2 separate regions of the Triticum aestivum genome follow, and region 1 is linked to region 2. Evidence: chromatin contacts called from public Hi-C data. All regions are on one chromosome and are shown on one strand. The core of a region is the stretch at or near the end of the contact, and the rest is flanking DNA. Distances in the headings are between cores, read along the strand shown.

Region 1 (5,713 bases), core at 1,386-3,885, 320 kb after region 2:
ATCAGGGGCCAAACGCCAAATGCGTTTGTGGACATGCTTGGTTGGCAATCATCGGCAAGGACCAACACTTATGACAGAAATAAGTGAGGGCAAAATACAGGACTATGAAACAAGGGAGTAAAAGCCATGTGCGGTCTCTAGCATCGGGTAATTTTGAAGCGATGTTTGTCGATGCTGAAAACATTTCCTCTTGTTCACACGATTGAATCAACAGATATTAATGTATATATGCAAGGCATAGCTTGGATAATTTGGGTTCTACAAACCAGCTTGACAAAAGAAATTAGACCCAAGCAACTTAAAGTTCCCAACATTTTGATAGCGCAAATTCGTTTATACAAGTCGTGGATACAACTTCAATTTTTTTTTCTTTTCTTGATATTGCAGCGTTGTATTCTCGTATGGTATATATTGCTAGAAAGATCAATGGGATGGGGACGGTAAAGAAGGGAACATCACATAAGCAATCACAAGGGGCACAATTATATCTCCCATGTGTGATGGTGTGGTAGCAAGTAGCAGTTGCACATCAAGCCAAAATAATATCGCAAGAAACTTTGATTTCATCGATGCGTAGGTAAGCAATATGTTTTTCTTTTGAGATAGCAAACCGCTCATGACAGACGGTATGTACACAATAGGTTACAACACTTCAATAGCATTATATGCACTTTGTGATGTAAAAAAAAGAGTGGAATATAGTTGACTACTGTTAACAAGCACATACAATATATTTTATTCTAAATGTTATGACACATACATGTGCTTGAGCACATCTTTTCGAAAAACAATTGTGTTTGAGCACATAGAGAGCACAAACATGCACCATGCCACAACCATGCGCACCAGCACATTAGTTGCACCACGAGTCCGAGTGCATGCACAGGATACACCCTCAATGGTAGCAGTAGAAAGTTTTCCAACCAACCAATCCACAACCTGATATGTCTTGGCAAATTAAAGGCTCCCTACAGCTACAAGGTGGCCCATCATGGTAGCACAATCTTTCACCTATCATGGTAGTGCAATTTTTCACCTATCATCTCACATCCCATTACTCTTACATTTCCTTTCTAGATCTCCTTATCCCTACACTCCACCACAACTCAAGATCACCTAAAAGAAGCAAACAAACAAGCAAACGAGCCCATGCACATCATGTCCCCGAGGAGCCACAAGCCAGGCTCCCTTCCAATCAAGCACATTCAAACGCTATACTGCAATATATAGCATTGTTTTTCTTGTTACAGTTTACAAATAATGTTCCATGACGTGGAGTGTATGAAGCCACCAAACTCCCAAGTTGGCGCGCATGATGCAGCTAGTGTGGCGACAAAATGCTAATCTAACGGCATACAGTAATATATAAAATTGATCAGCGATGTACCTGTCGCGGATAATTGGACCATCTCCCGGCTACTGTTTTTTTTCAGACCAAACGGATCAGGCCAAAAGCCTGGATAGAGGGGGCGTATCTTGGGGAGATTAAAGTAGTGTTAAAATAATGGGCGCAAGTGCAAGTTTGCTCAGGGAATAAGTATCTTTTTTCCATGCAGTCAGAGTTGTGCTGTGTGGTCTACACTCTTCCCAGAATTTAAAAGTACACACGGTTACTTTAGAGTTTATTTAGTTGGTGCATAGTGCTCTCTGCCTCCTACGTACACGAAGGGAGTTTATATGCACAAAAATGAAAGGAGTTTTGAGGGCATGGACTAGTTTCGCTGTGAATTGTACAGCCCGCATGCATGTCACAAGCTCGTCATGCTAACCGCCTGAGCTGAGCTCCGTGGCAACCCAGGTTTGAACACGTGATCACCATTGTCAATCAAGGAGAGAAACTAGGCTTGCCTTCTAAACTGCCGTCGCCTCCTCGTCATGCCTACCGCCTAGGATGTTGAAACCACGTATGTCTCTCAACATCAAGAGCATCAAACTATTAAAGAGGCTTGATTTACACGTCATAAAACAAACTATTAAAGTGGCTTGATTTACACGTCATAAAACGGCGCTAACCCGCCATGAAGCGATGCTTAGTTAACCACGAATCGGATGTCAACAATTATCCCTCTGGCACGTGGGTCACATGCCCATTTTGTCATTGTGAACATGGGGCGAAAACAATGGAAACACTTTTTAAATTACAACTATTGTGTGTTAGGAATCGAATGTATGATAGAAAAACCACCGATCTAAACATAGAATGCGCACAACATAGCCGTTTGGATGCTCCACAAGAACACCGAAGCAACCGTTTCTTCACGAGCAAGAAGGGGGGGGGGGGGGGGGGGGGAATAAAGACACACGTTGCATTCAACTTCGTAGAAGAATTGAAAACGATCCAAAAGGCATCATAGGAAAACCACAAGACTCTTTTCCTATGATGCCTTTTGGATCGAGCTAGCTTTGAATTTGAGCAAAACCACAATCTAGCTAGACCATGAGATGCTAACTACGGCTCATTAGCGGTCACTAACCCACGCCCACACCTTTGTTGAGGTGCCAAGAAAGGGAAAGGGAAGCCCCCAAACCCCAAACCAAACCCAGCCCGCCCCCAATAATTGCAGCACAAGGCTTCCATGCTGGCGTTAAAGGGTGAACATGGCGCTGAGAGGCATGGGGCCGCCCCCACCCCATTCACCCATTCATTGCCCCTCCTCCTTTGGAATCCCTGTCAGGGGATCGATCAAGACCAAGAAATGGCTTCTTCTCCTACTACTAGCCATCAGCAAACAGTAAACTGTTGATCAAACTATTGTTACTCCCTCCCGCTATGCAGTATGCACCACCCCCCTCCTCCTCCCCTCCCCTACTAGTAGAAGTAGAAGACACTAGTCTCCACCACCCCCACCACCACTCGCTAGCAGCAGCAGCTCTTCCATCCATGGCTGTCCCTGCTCCATCCCGCACACCTGCCGCACTTGCCTCTGCGAGCATGTACTGACTGCCTCCCACTCCCTTGGCGCCATCTCTCTTGTCTTGCTGCTCGCTCGCGCGTCTGTGCGCGTGTGCGCTCTGCTCTGCTCTGCTGCCTCCACTCCCCCCATCCCTATCGGGGATAGGCCGCAGCTGCATGCCCCTCTGCACGTTCGCGCTCTGCTCGCGCTTCCGTTTGTTCGCCTCCGGTGCGATGGTGGTCGCCGCGCAATGATTCTTGCTTGGTTGCTAGCTTCCCTCGTCGCGGAGTGAGCGAGTGAGGGGGCCGGCCGGAGGGAGCGGACAAACCGGCGAGCAGCTACCTGACCCTGAGATAGAGAGAGAGAGAGAGAGAGAGAGAGAGAGAAAGAGAGAGAGAAAGGTCTGTGCTCTGTGGTGGCCAAGAAGCGTCATGGATTGGGATCTCAAGATGCCGGGCTCTTGGGACCTGGCCGAGCTGGAGCACGACGGGGTGCCGGCCATGGTCGCTCCCGCCGCGGCGGGCATCACCGCCGCGGCCGCGCGCGGGCCGCCGGGCCGCCCCGAGTGCTCGGTCGACCTCAAGCTGGGCGGGCTGGGGGAGTTCGGCCCCGCGGCGGACGGCGCGATGAAGCAGCAGCCGCCCGTGGCGACGGCGGCGGCGAATGGCCCGGCGGCGTCCTTGTCGGCGTCGGCGTCGAACGCCGCGGCGGTGGTGCCGTCGGCGAGCCCGCTGAAGCGGCCGCGCCCGGGGGCCGGCGGCGGCGCGGGGGCGGGGCACTGCCCGTCGTGCGCCGTGGACGGCTGCAAGGCCGACCTGAGCAAGTGCCGCGACTACCACCGGCGGCACAAGGTGTGCGAGGCGCACTCCAAGACGCCCCTCGTCGTCGTCGCCGGCCGCGAGATGCGCTTCTGCCAGCAGTGCAGCAGGTAACCAACACCCATCCAACCCGCCAAAATTCGCGAAAATTCCCGCGATTCCTATTACTAACACTTCAATTCAGCACATTCGCACGGCTGCGTCGACCTGATTGCGATGCTGCCGAAAGACCATTGCTTGAACTGCCGCAATGGTGAAATTGATTGACTGCACACCATTTTTTTCCCCATTATTTTTACTGCTGCTGATCATCATTCCCTTCCCTTTGTTCAAAGTGAAAAGGCCAATCCAAGCCAGTTCTTTCTCAGGAACTGGCTTTGCCTTTCTCTTTGGCTCAAATTAACCACCAGTTGCTCCCATTCCAAGCAAGGAGCACTGCTGGTAGAATCAGTAGGGGGTGGTGAGAATGAGCTGAGCATATCTCACTGTTCGGTTTCAAGGATGCACCAGTAACTTTTCCTTTATCCGGCACTAGCTTTTCAGCCTTTTCATATGAGTCAAGTACCCCCAAGTTTTTTTTTTTACTTTGGCAACCTGTTGTATACCTGAATCATAGCCCTCCCATTTTCCTACTTTTGCACTGGTAACTTTCTAGCCCACGGGTGTGAATTATTACCAGTGAAAAGTGGCTGATGCACTCCATGTGCCAAAGATCAGATGGAGCAGTCCTTTTTATTATTAGCTAGCTGCCACATTTTCAAACCTGCCATTGGATTCTCCCCTTTTTTGAAAAAAAAAGAGTTCTGGTTTGAAGTTTAAGCGTGGAGTATAATTTGTGACATTGACAAATATTTTACTTCTTTTATTTTGGAGTTTAATATTAGAGTATAATTTGTGACATCGACAAATATATTAGTACCACTTTTACTCTGACAAAAAAATCAGCACATATTTTAAACCAACTAGGTGGTAAGAAGTGAATCTAAGTAGACCACGGTTAACCATAGGTACCTGAGGATCAACCCATTTTGCCTTTGAGGTGGTTTATTGACTGAATAGTAGGGCCCATCTCTGACATGATTGCCTCCCCTTGCTGAATTAGTGACCACCAGATCCATTGCGTCCCCATCTTCTTTTCCATTGTTCTGGTTTGAAGTTGAAGAGTGGAGTGTAATTTGTGCAACCATTTCCCATGACATTGACAAAGATATTACTCCCTCCGATCCAAAATAAGTGTCGCAGTTTTGAACTGGGGTTGGTTTAAGACTACGGCACTTATTACAGATCGGAGGTACTACTACTTTTATTCTGGCTAAATAAAAGTGGTGCAATGCTCTACTGTAGAGTCCCCAGAAACTATCACATATTTTCAACCAAGTTTTTTTTTTCGAAAAGGGGGATTCCCCGGCCTCTGCATTAGAACGATGCATACGGCCATCTTATTAAAACAAATAAATATGTTCCAACAAGGTCTTAAAGTCTCCAAAAGAAAATAAAAAATAGCTCACACAGAGCCAAAAGGGCTAAAAAATAGCTCACATATTTTCAACCAAGTGGGGAGTCAAGAAGTTAATCTGTGTAACCCGGCCACGGTTAACCATAGGTACTTTAGGATCAACCCATTTTGCCCTTGAGGCGGTTTATGGAATGAAGGGTGGAGCCCCATGTCTGACAAGATTGCCTCCCATTGCTGAATTAGCAGTAACCACCAGATCCATAGGAATTCTTTCGGTTTACTCCTGGGTTATTGTGTGCAGCAGTATTTGTTGTGTGTGGGCTGTTCACTCTTTAAAGATGTTGCTGAACACATGACCTGTTTTATTGAATTCTTGGCCAGAAACCGGCCTACCTCATCTGCCATGACTGCCTCTTGTCATTAGCCTTGTTTTTTCCACATGAGATGCTGGGACCACTAGACCAATTCTTGAAACAGCGTTGCAAAATAGGTTCCACATTTTTGCATTTTGGTGGAGCCGGTTTTCTTTGAATGTCTTGGATGTT
Region 2 (5,916 bases), core at 2,024-4,523:
GAGAGTGGGGTGCTCGGGCAGAGGATCAGGAAGTCTCTGGCTCGCGAAGAGTCGATGTGCACGCCGGACAAGCGGACCAGGAAGACCAGCATGGTAAGGAAAAAGTTCCACCTTCCTTCACTTAACCAAAATGATCAAATCCATAAATATCACGCGTGTGACATGCTCATCACCCTGTCAGTTGCATCAGTTATCAGTTTTGTACTGCATGAAACTATGTAAGCTTAACCACCCGTGAATTTGTCGCAGGTGAAGGAGCCGATCCTCCAGCAGGTCAAGCGCCAGAAGTCCTAGTTCAGTGAGGCGGCACGGAATCGCAAGGAGCCTCGGCGCAACTAATCTCGTAGGCCAGGTGAAGAAGCAGATACCCCCTAGTTCAGTACTTCAGTTCGTTCAGGTGCTTGAAACTTGTGAAGATAGCGACAGAGCACCCCCTCCGGCAGATGTAGATCCTTGTCCCTAGCCCTATCTTTGGTAGCAAAACGTAAACGAGAGAGAGAGACTTGTCCCCCCTGAGACGTGTTGTTGTTCATGATGTTTGTTTCACTGGAGACTTGTACCGCGAGGCCACCTTTTGCCTGAATGATGGAAAAAGTCCATTTTAAACCCTGAATTTGTAGGTGTTCGGCGAAATGAACCTCCAAGTCAAAATCCCGGTCGATTGCACCATGAACTATGCAATCCTGGTCTAAATTAAACCCTGGCTACAGTTAACCGGGATTTTGTCTAGCTGATGGGCCAAGGAGCGGCATGTCGGCAACTCGACGCACAAGCTTGATACATGACTGGGCCGGCCCACCAACCCGCCGTTGTTTCGTTTCCTTTTCCGCGCGACAAAAAAATGTTGAAATTCAACAGCGAGTACCAGGACTCGATCCCACGACCGCGGAGACCAACCAAGAGCCACTAGACACTACACCACGAACAACAACATGAACATCACGGCGCAGAAATATATAAGAATAGACAGCAGCGTTGAGATTGGAAAACATTTTCGAAAACATTTCTTGAATATTGCGAGCAGTTTTAAGATGCCGCACTTTTTTGTATTCCATATTTTTGGAAAAGTGAAGGTGTTTTGTAATTCTGATTTCAAAATGAAACACGAACAAAATTTGCAAACCCCAAATAGATTCCAAAAACGCGAACAATTTTCAAAAAAAAATCTGAAAAACAAACAAATTACGAAAAACATGAACACTTTTTGAGATTGTGAACAGTTTTTAGTATTTTTAGAAAATATATAACAGGAATGTTTTTAATTTAGCGACAAAAAAAGTTAAAACAAAAACTTTTTTTAAAAAGCGAACAAAATTTGTATTGTAAGCATTTTGGACACGCGAACAAAAATGAAAAGGTGGTGGACCATAATTCAAACTCGCGGCAAATATATGATAGCATTTTTGAAAAAATATTAATAAATGAAAATTTTTGTAATATATGTTGAACAAATTCGGAATAAATATTCAACAATTATGCGATATACACTGAACAAATTTCTAATACAAGATGAACATTTTTTTAAATGAGTGAATTTTTTGGAAATTACTGTCAAGATTTCCTTAATATACGCAATGAACTTTGTATATATAGAAAAAGAAATAAAAAAGATAGTAAAGAAATATTAAAGAAAAATATGCACGAACACTTTTTCAATTTTACAGTTTGTTTTCAAAATCTATGATTTTTTCCCAAATCTGTAGACATTTCTTTTGAAAACCCGTGAACTTCTTTCAAAATTGTTGAACTTTTTCTAAATTCGTGATTTTTTTTCAAAATTTGTAAACTATTTTTATTTTTGAAATTCTAGTTCAGAAGTTTCTTTTTTTCCGATCAAACAGCACCAGCATGGGGTCTCGTGTTCGAGCAGAGTTTTTTTTTTCTGCTTTTTAACGAAAAAAATATGCGGGCCGGCCCAGCAGGGAGTAGCGCCCTTTGCGAATTTTGGTTTTTAATTGAAAAAAACTAAAGCAGGCTGGCCCAGCAGGAGCTGGTGTGCGCCCTCTGCGAAATGTCCGAATCCCGGCCATCCAAACGACCCGAAGGTTCGATTTAGACCGGAATTGCATAGTTCAGGGTGCAATCGACCGGGATTTTGACTTGGGGGTTCATTTCGCCGAACCTCTACAAATTCAGGGTTTAAAATGGACTTTTTCCCCTGAATGATGAAACGTAGCAATGTTATATACAATGATGATCATCGTTGGTTGCTTCACGCAATGATGGATCTGTTTGAACTTTTGTACCGAGCAGCGACGATCGGGGCAAGCTTTTTTCTTGTTGTTGTCTTGGGTGCTGTAGCTGTAGGTACTGTTCTGTGGTCTGTGTACGCCGGCGAGCAATTGCTTGGCGTATGACGAAAGCTTTTCCGGCGGGGACCGTGGGGCGGCGTTTCCTTCCCTCGCCTGGTGCATGGGCAGCGCGGCATTGATGATGGCCGGCACACTGTCACCTGGATCGTGTTGGATTAGTGCGTACACCTGTGCTACTAAAAGCCTGGTGGTGGTAGGCTTGAGTGATGGCCGTGTTGGGTCACTGTAGCAGTTCATTCCTTGTCGGCGTTCCGAGTTATTGACGCGGTGGTGGTCACGTCTCCCGGTGGTCGATCGCTGTACAGCTCCGGCCGATGAAATTTGATCCGGAGTACGTACTGGATCAGCTAATGGCTCTGCGTCTGTTGTCAGGCCTGTCGAGCCGCTCGGCGTGTTTGTCCAACACGACAGAGTTCTTCCAGCGAATCAATCATCGCTAGGCTTTGTCTTGCTTCGCATCGTTAGCTTGATAACGAAGAGATCGATAACGAAATCCAGTAGCGTTGAGCTGTCTAAATCTAAAAAGAACATTCTCTTTCGATGGACTCCACATGCCCACACTCGGTTCTGAGGTCTAGTAAATCTAAAACACAACTTCAATTCGTCCTTTTTTCTTTAAATTTTACTAAAACTAACACAAATTCGAAGTGCCGCTGGAGCAGCTCCCCAAATCTTTATTTTTTTGAGACAAACTCCCCCAAATCTGCCAAAGCCCAAACGCGCGCGCGAACGCGTGGGCCGCCGCCGCGACAGGCCAGGAGCCCCGCCCCGCGATGCCGCCGAAGCCGCACGCCGCCGGCGGTGGCGCCTACGAGTACTGCGAGCTGTGCCGCCGCAACCACGACCAGGGCCGGCGCCACCGCTACTTCCCCGCCCACCGCGCCGCCCTCGCCGCCGCGCTCTCCGGCTTCCGCGCCAAGCTCGCCGACCTCCGCCGCGCGCTCCTCCGCCCCTCCACGCCTGGCCCCCGCTCCCGCCTCTGGTGCCCCTTCTGCTCCGCCGACCTCGTCGACCTCGACAGCCGCTTCGCCTGGTAGCCTCCGCCTACTTCTCCTAGCCGTCCCTGCACACCTAGGGTTTTGATTCAGATGTGCTGTTTCTAGTTACAGTAGGTTCGAACTTAGGATGGTCCAGTAGAACATGAGATCGAGCACTGGTAGCACATCGGGATCAGGGGTTGTTGGAAGCATAATAGAGTTTTTAGAGATACTGTAGAGATCCGGACTTTGTGTGAATGATATAAGCCCTGTTTTACTCTGTTTCCAGCAGCAATGCGATTTACCACCTCGCGAGCGAGGAGCACCTGAAGGGCGTCAAGGATTTCCTGCGGAAGCATGGGGGCGGGATGGATCAGGTCGATTTGTTTAGGATCTCAGAGGATGAGCTTGCAAAGGTGCACTGCTATCCATTTTGTACCTGTATTTCCTCCTGTTAGAATGGCATGATATACTTATTTTCACAGTTGTAGTTATATCAAATGGTCTGTTTGGAATTTAGTTATGATATTGGCAGTGAACAAGGTTACTATGTGCTCTGGAAATAAGATGATGCTGACATATTTCTGCACTGCTGATCCGTTATGTTTTTTCAATTTCAGTGGGAGAAGGGCTGTGAGTCTTCCGGTACTGAAGCACAGGCATTGGCCGATGGCATGATTGGACCATCTCTGGGGCCGTTGAAAGATATCCAAAATGAATCTACCTCTAAAATTTCGGATAGTTTTGCTGAAACTGACATCCCATCTTTTCATAATACTGCATCTTGTGTTGTTATGCCTTTACAAAGTCCTACCAATGGGGCCTATTACCCCACTAGTACAGCGTGTTACGGATCTTCCACCTCTGGAAGTGTTGCTTATTCTGCTCCATTTGGTACTTCCGGACTGCCTGTCAAACCCTGTGTCACAACACATGGACATCAGGGGATGCCGAGCACAAACATGTTTCATAGTGCTGATGCACAAATGAAAGGTGAGCACTAGTGCTGAAATTATCACTGATCTTTCACTTCTTCTTTGCTCTGGACTTTGCTAATTGTACTATTCTACAGTTTGGTTGGTACGTTGCTGATTTCTCTCCCTTTACAGGTGCTCAATCTACTTCCCTCGGAAATGGACCAAATCCACCGGCTTCTTCTTTTGTATATGTAAGTATGTAATATGTGCACACACCCATGTGCATGTGAAAAGTAGACATTTGTCCTTTTGATAAGATCGCAAGCAGCCTTGTGTATTTTGTTCGTTATTTAGCAGTCATTCTGTAAATAAGGTCCACTAAGAAATTTGAAGTGCTGATGAATGGCAACGACAAATGGGAGTGTATTCCATTTATGCAAAGAGAAGCTACGGTTAGTTAGTGTTGTTTGAGCTAGTATCACAATGTTTAGGTATCTTGAATCTGAATAGTAGAAGGCTAAACGAGGGGAAGTTGTCATACAGACTCAGGAAGTTAAACCATATGGCATATTGACATCTTTAGGAATGTGATTTTTTGGTTGCAGTCATGCTTGTAGATTTTAGTTTGCAGATATATTTCCTTGGACAAGTTCCTGATCTACATCTGGTTAATTATATAAACATGTAATTTATCTTCTTACTATGGTATTGGAGTACACCAGACATGTCAGATGTGCTATTAAATTTATGTCCTGATCCGTCGCCCGCCTCTACTCATGGCCTTCCACTTAAATCTGAGAACGGTTGGGGAACTGAACTAAACCTCAACTGAACCCGCATGATCAATTTGGACAAACCAAACCTAACTAAACCTCTTTAATTTTTATTTAAACCCAAACCGAACTAAACCACGTCCTCACTCCACCTAAACTAAACTGAACCGATGGCTGAAACCATGGTTTTAGCCAATGGGTAAATAACAGTTCCATACCAATGGTGCCTCCTACGTTCATGGCAAATGGCCTGATGCTGCTCCGATCTCTCTGCCTTTGTGAACAGCTTGTAAAGGAGTGGTTGAGCGGGGCAGTGGTCGAGCAGAGCGATGCACCTCGGGCACCGGCGCCGCCCGTTCTTGTCAGTGCGGCGGGTCGTGCATGCGCGCGGCCGGCGTCGCGCCTCCGAGTCACGAGCTGAGCATGATCTTCAGCTGCTCCCACGAGGGTGTCGACGCCGCCGGCGCCGCTGGACGACTCTCCTTTGATGCGGCACTGCGGCTCAGCGTCGCGTGGGCGGGAACGCCGGGACGGGGAGAGGTGGCGGCGGTGGCTACAGGAACAGGGAAAGAGCGAGTTGTCGAGCAGACCTACGAAGTTCGAACCAATCTCAGGAACCGGTTTGGAACCACGGGTTGAGCCTGGTTGGAAATAGAACGGTTCAAGCCCATACCTGACCACACCCACCTATTATTCACACGAAACTGAACCCAACCAAACTGTTAGCAGATACAATCCATTAGCGACCAAACCAAAGAAGCCCACTCGATTAAACTGAACCAATACACCCGGTTATACGAAAACCATCCCCAGGTTTACTTCCACTGTTCCCCGGTGTCTTAAAACATGTCTTTACCTCCCCCAGTAACATAATTGCAATTCTTTCTCATATGTTAGCAGAACTTGCACAATATTAATTTCAAACAAATGTAGCAAT

What was found. A called contact is a pair of places that touch in the nucleus more often than the background predicts.
Region 1: a contact with region 2 is called in a Hi-C map of leaf, with 6 times the contacts expected there. The contact joins the promoter of LOC123122068 here to the enhancer-like site in region 2. A contact is called at or near these places in 4 of 5 Hi-C or Micro-C datasets (leaf and an unstated tissue).

What each region holds. Positions count from the first base shown.
Region 1 is chr5D:394,165,729-394,171,441 of IWGSC CS RefSeq v2.1, forward strand. LOC123122068 (squamosa promoter-binding-like protein 18) reads left to right here and starts at 2,636. Exons shown (of 3, transcript XM_044542202.1): 1 at 2,636-3,822. The coding sequence starts at 3,326.
Region 2 is chr5D:393,843,473-393,849,388 of IWGSC CS RefSeq v2.1, forward strand. It overlaps LOC123122067 (meiosis-specific protein PAIR2), which reads left to right. Exons shown (of 29, transcript XM_044542201.1): 21 at 1-93; 22 at 250-273; 23 at 3,161-3,345; 24 at 3,579-3,705; 25 at 3,910-4,282; 26 at 4,399-4,457. Among protein-coding and RNA genes, the nearest start is that of LOC123122067, 9.6 kb to the left of the region's middle. Within about 2 kb of position 3,274, at least 1 of the 8 cell types and tissues checked has an H3K27ac peak or open chromatin away from gene starts, as enhancers often do.